Linked DNA regions of Salmo salar: region 1 is linked to region 2. Evidence: chromatin contacts called from public Hi-C data. All regions are on one chromosome and are shown on one strand. Each heading gives the region's core, a stretch centred on a gene start, on an enhancer-like site or on the middle of the called end of the contact. The rest is flanking DNA. Distances are from core to core; before and after follow the strand shown. Region 1 overlaps LOC123744795 (tetra-peptide repeat homeobox protein 1-like). Region 2 holds the start of LOC106611977 (casein kinase I).

Region 1 (2,930 bases), core at 181-2,680, 42 kb before region 2:
TTACATATCTCATTAAGTCTTATTTTGAGGCCTAGCTTTACTCAAATACAGTGGTTAGAATCTCATGGTTTGCGGACCACATCAGGTCTGCAAGTAGGGTTGCAAAATTCCAGTAACTTTCCCAAAATTCCCAGATTTTCAAAAAATCCTAGTTGAAGGATTTCCAGGAATCTTACTACCGCGATTTCTGGAAAACCTGGGAAATGTAACAGATTTTTGCAACCCTACCTGCAAGTCACATTATTCTGGCTTGCAAAGTGATGTGTAATTCCTATTGGAATCCTTCCAGAGTTAGGATATCCAACAGTTTAAATTTGTATTCACCAGCAACCTGCATTCATAATGTCTGCCAGGGCCAGGAACCGTGGGAGGAGACTACCTAAGCCATTTAAACTGGAATAACCATTTCAATAACAGTTTCAACAATTCTAACTAAATGATTGGATTAGTTTAAAAATGTATGTGATTGATCTTATGCTACCCAAAGATAAATAAATCACTCAATGTACATGCAAAAACACAGATATACAGTATATATTCTTTCCAAAGAATCTACCTGCAGTAGAGTATACAGGGAAAAATGTCATTCGTTATCCTAACTTTTTTTTTTTTATTTAGTTGGTGTGACTTCTCATTTAGTTTTGAGTCAGTATCACATAAACATGTAAGTAATAGTGACTTTGAGTTCAACTTACTAGAAGTATTTGAGTTAGAAATAGCTTTGGGTTTACAGTATAATAGTAAAATGTTTTTAACAAGGAGCATGGGAAACAGGAAATGAATACAGAATGTGATGTTTGTTTTGTGTTGGTCATTAACAGTGTCTGTGGTATATCAGTATCATTAGACACAGAGCATGGGAGAGTGTTGTGTTTGTTAATAATGTTTTCTCAGCCTGTAGATATCTGTTTGGGTAAGACATCCGGGGTCCTGGATGAGACCTGTATATACAGTGCATTCAGAAAGTATTCACACGCACCCCTTGACTTTTTCCACATGTTGTGTGTTATGCAGCCTGAATTTAAAATGGATTAAATTGAGATTTTGTGTCCCTGGCCTACACACAATACCCCTTAATGCCAAAGTGGAATAATGTTTTTAGAAATGTTTCCAAATGACCCTGGCTGCTGCAACACCTCACTTTAGTCTCTGGTAGACTCCCAGCACGTTATTTAGACAACACGGCAGCCCTTCTTTGTGACTGCTCTTGAGTTTTTCTGACTTCTCCTTCACCTTCGCGCCCTTTTCCCTTTTATGTCAGTCAGCAGCATTCTGTGACTAGAAAAGGGAATGTATGCAGCCAGCCAACAAGACAGCCAGGGAGCAAGAGGGAGAGGTGGAGGAGGGGCATGCACGTTGAGAGCAGAGACAAACTATCTGCCTCCCTGCAAGAGTGAATGCTTATCGAAAGTACAGCTACATTTTCCGGCTCAGAATTCCTTATAAGGGCAGAGGGAGGCTCCAGAAGAGGGGGTTGAGACAACCTAGAGCTCTTTCGTCTTGGGAGAGCTCCAAAATGCTCTGGAATTCTCCCCTTGTTTCTTCTTTATTTTCTTCACCTCTTTTTGGTTTTGCTTTCCCTCTTTGGACTAAACTGAAAACTCCTTCAGTTAGATTACAGGAGATTTATTGTACTCCTAAAAAAAAACTCATCATAGTAGCTTTTGGAGACTTAGTTTTGACTCTTGTCTGTGAGAACAACATAGAGCATGGCTCTGTGTAGGTCATCGTCACTAAGCTAGTCAGTATCTCTACAGGCCATGCCAAAATTAGACACCGCTATTCATGAGCCAATACTGTTATGTCCAGTTCCTGTGTGTGTCTGTGTGAAGTCTTGTGAGTCTGCTGTCTGTCTGCTGGAACTAGTGTTGAACTGTTCTCTTATATATCTATTATATTTCAATGTGGGGTAAACAGCAGAGGTCTGCCGGGACATACTGAACTAAAGAGCAGGACATGCACTGTATCCCATAGGTGAGTATCACATGCAGTCTGCCACAGTTACATCAACATAATCTTTCTCAGAGGTCAGAAATCATAGCTGTGATAGACAGATGATGTCACTTCTTAGAAATGTTAATAAGAATGCTTTCATGTAGAGTCTGGTGTGTCACTGTGAGTATCACAACTCCCATTTCTCATCCTGGGTCAACTCCCATCCCCACATTCTGGGTCAACTCCCATCCCTCACCCTGGGTCAACTCCCATCCCTCACCCTGGGTCAACTCCCATCCCTCACCCTGGGTCAACTCCCATCCCTCACCCTGGGTCAACTCCCATCCCTCACCCTGGGTCAACTCCCATCCCTCACCCTGGGTCAACTCCCATCCCTCACCCTGGGTCAACTCCCATCCCTCACCCTGGGTCAACTCCCATCCCTCACCCTGGGTCAACTCCCATCCCTCACCCTGGGTCAACTCCCATCCCCTGGGTCAACTCCCATCCCCCATCCCGGGTCAACCCCCATCCCGGGTCAACTCCCATCCCTCACCCTGGGTCAACTCCCATCCCTCACCCTGGGTCAACTCCCATCCCTCATCCCGGGTCAACTCCCATCCCACATCCCGGTTCAACTCCCATCCCACCCGGGTCAACTCCCATCCCACATCCCGGGTCAACTCCCATCCCACACCCCGGTTCAACTCCCATCCCGGGTCAACTCCCATCCCGGGTCAACTCCTTTTCCTCGCCCTGGGTCAACTCCCATCCCTCGCCCCGGGTCAACTCCCATCCCTCACCCCGGGTCAACTCCCATCCCTCATCCCGGGTCAACTCCCATCCCACATCCCGGGTCAACTCCCATCCCCACATCCCGGGTCAACTCCCATCCCACATCCCGGGTCAACTCCCATCCCTCATCCCGGGTCAACTCCCATCCTTCATCCCGGGTCAACTCCCATCACTTATCCGGGGTCAACTCCCATCCCTCA
Region 2 (2,963 bases), core at 392-2,891:
GGAGCGGCCATTTCCAGCACACTGATTTTTTTTCATGTTAAAACTATAACAGTGAACACATTTGGTGAAAATCTACATGGCTCATGAAGGATTGGTCATTCGAATAATATTAACGTTAAAAGTCAATGTATGTGGAACGTTTTCATAAGCAAAGACCAAGGAAAATCATGAAGCCATGGCGATTAAAGCTAACTAATGCCAGCTAACTAGCTTAACTTACCAACTACAGCTGGCATATGGAACTAAACTAGACATGTTTGCATGAGAAATGTAACTGTACAAATATTGTACAATTAGCTATGACGTCTCTCCACATACATCTCCGATATTAAACTGTCCAAAATAATGAAAATGTATATTACCTTATGTGTGGGATTCCAACTCCTCCTTGTAATATTTTGTACAGCTTGCTTTCATATAACAACTGTGGGTGTCTGGCTTTCTGAGATTCCAATTTTACAGCTACCTCCTGTAAAACAAAATGATCAGTAAGTTAGCAAACGTAGTAGTCCACCTAGTTAGTAACATACTTTAGACTAGCCACGTTAGCAAGGCAACGTTTAGTTATTAACGTTAACTAGGTACTTTAGTTTAAGATGCATCAATTCAATCGTTATTTACTAACTAGGTACAACAACCGTGTTATTTCTAAGAAACGAACGTTATGTAGTTCGTTACATGTTTTAGTGTGGCCAATATCGACAAGTATCTTAGATGACAGTTACCTAGCTAGGCTAATGTTAGCTGGGTATTCATTGAACATCGTTGGCCAACATTTCAGCTAACTTAGCTAGCTAACGTTAGGAAGGCTAACTAAGCAATCTTCTATTCAATCTCGGAGTCGGCTTGACTGTTGGTTAACACAGCGAACAATTAGTTACGCACTAGTTTAATGTTTATTACCTCTCCATTTGTGATGTTGATCGCCAGGTATATGTCACCAAATGATCCAGATCCAATTTTTCTGACAAGTTTGTATTTTCCCCCGACAATGAATTCGGCTTTTGAGCCGCTGCTACTTGCCATATCCTCAAAATCACGAGCAACCCCAATCAGTTTAAAATAGTATTCTCTGGGACTGCTCCGTCGGTTCCCCTACTCGGCCAGCTCGTTATCAGAACATATCGTGAACATACAATCCTGGTTGGTCGTGGGCTATGTACTTGAAACAATGATGTTAGCGAACTAGGATAGACTTTGTTTATTTTCATGCGTTATTCACTAACTAGGTAGTAAAAAAAAACATACAAAATAAACCCAACACATATCACGAAAAAGGCCAAACAATTATTCTGAAAACACTTCTAATGTGCCGTGTTTGTCCGTCGCCCAGAGTGCCTCGTCGCTAGCCCGCTAGCGTCGAGCTATCGAAATGACACCAGTGGTACTGCGAAACCCCGTTCGATAATCTGTTTGTACCACCTCCGCGAGAGGGGCAATATTGTTCTTGTTTGTAAAATTTTCGATGAAAGTTACAGCTTTTATGTGATTCTCCTTTGTTCGTATTCAATTTTACGGAAACCTAGGGTCGCTGCTTTCCTTCAAAGCGCAACCCACTCACTCCGCCATTTTCTTGTCACTACTCCACAAGAATCCACCGTCCGTCTCGAGGTGATTACCTAGCTAGCTTAGCTTCAGAACAAGGCGCAGGCGGGCGCGAGGAACACTGGGGGGCGCGAGCGCAGAGGACGCCTTGTGACGTTTTGAATTTGCGCTTACGAAAGAGAGCCTTGCCTAGTAAGTGCGCGTGAGGAAAATAAAGAAACATTTTAGCATGTTACAACGTTCAATGTATGCATTGTAATTAGTGTGCAAGATATCAAGTACTTTCCACTGATGTTTTCAGATCAAAAGCCGCACTCTACCTTTTCATCTAATGTTCGGGACACATTTCAAATCTAAGCGAATGTTATGCCATGGATCATATAGCCAAAGCCTATGCGTTGGGACTTGGCATTAAATAACACATTTTTAACGGATCTCGGTTTAATTTTGGTGACAGTTGTTTCTACATAGGCTACTATATTGACAGCGTCATTGTAATAAGTGTCACCAGTGTTTCAACGGTTCACTGATGCCATCTATTGCCTCACTGACTCCGATCTTTTTAGTGAAACAAATCCTAGCCTGTTTGACATTATCCTCCCTCTTAACACTTATTAGGTTGTATTCTCCTGCTCAGACATTGCTGACGCATACCATATCTTGCAACGCCTGGATAGGTATTTTACATATCAGCTAATCACATAAGTTATAGCATTCTGGTGCCATTGAGGAAGTTAAACAAAGAACAGTCATTTGTGTTGGTAATATTATTTCTCGTCAAGAGCACAGCTAGAAAACAATAAGGTATTTAAAGAAGTGAAACCTATGGAAGCTGTCCCCCCCCAAACAAATCTGTCTAGGAGTTATGCAATAGTAAATCACAATTATGAGATAGTAAGTCATAATTATGAGATTGTAAGTCATATTTATGATAGAGTGATAATAATGAGATTCGAAGTCATAATTATGAGATATGTAAGTCATAATAATGAAATACCATGTCATAATTATGAGATAGTAAGTCATATGAGATAGTAAGTCATAATTATAAGATCGTAAGTCATTATTATGAGATAGTAAGTCGTAATAGTGCGATACTAAGTCATTATAGTTACGTGATAGTAAGTAAAATCAATCAAATCAAATGTGTCACATGCTTCATAAACAACAGGTGTAGACTAACAGTGAAATGCTTACTTATGGGCCTTTCCCTACCATGCAGAGAGAAAAAAAGAGAAATCATAGAAAAATAGACAAATAATAACACGAAGAATAAATACACAATGAGTAACAATAACTTGGCTATATACACGGGGTACCAGTGCCGAATCGATGTGCAGGGGTACGAGGTAGTTGAGGTACTGTAGATATGTACAATGCCTTCAGAAAGTAGGTCCTATTCACACCACTTTACTTTT

What was found. Hi-C and Micro-C count contacts between places; a contact is called where the count stands out from the background.
Region 1: a Hi-C map of gill shows a contact between it and region 2, with 2.4 times the contacts expected there. The contact joins the enhancer-like site here to the promoter of LOC106611977 in region 2. A contact is called at or near these places in 3 of 3 Hi-C or Micro-C datasets (blood, gill and muscle).

Annotation. Positions count from the first base shown.
Region 1 is chrssa09:78,295,416-78,298,345 of Ssal_v3.1, reverse strand. LOC123744795 (tetra-peptide repeat homeobox protein 1-like) reads left to right here. Exons shown (of 3, transcript XM_045724980.1): 3 at 2,121-2,930. Among protein-coding and RNA genes, the nearest start is that of LOC123744795, 9.2 kb to the left of the region's middle. Within about 2 kb of position 1,430, at least 10 of the 13 cell types and tissues checked have an H3K27ac peak or open chromatin away from gene starts, as enhancers often do. A contact at or near this core is called in gill and muscle, where this site is marked.
Region 2 is chrssa09:78,253,362-78,256,324 of Ssal_v3.1, reverse strand. It overlaps LOC106611977 (casein kinase I), which reads right to left and starts at 1,641. Exons shown (of 11, transcript XM_014212709.2): 1 at 904-1,641; 2 at 363-469. The coding sequence starts at 1,026.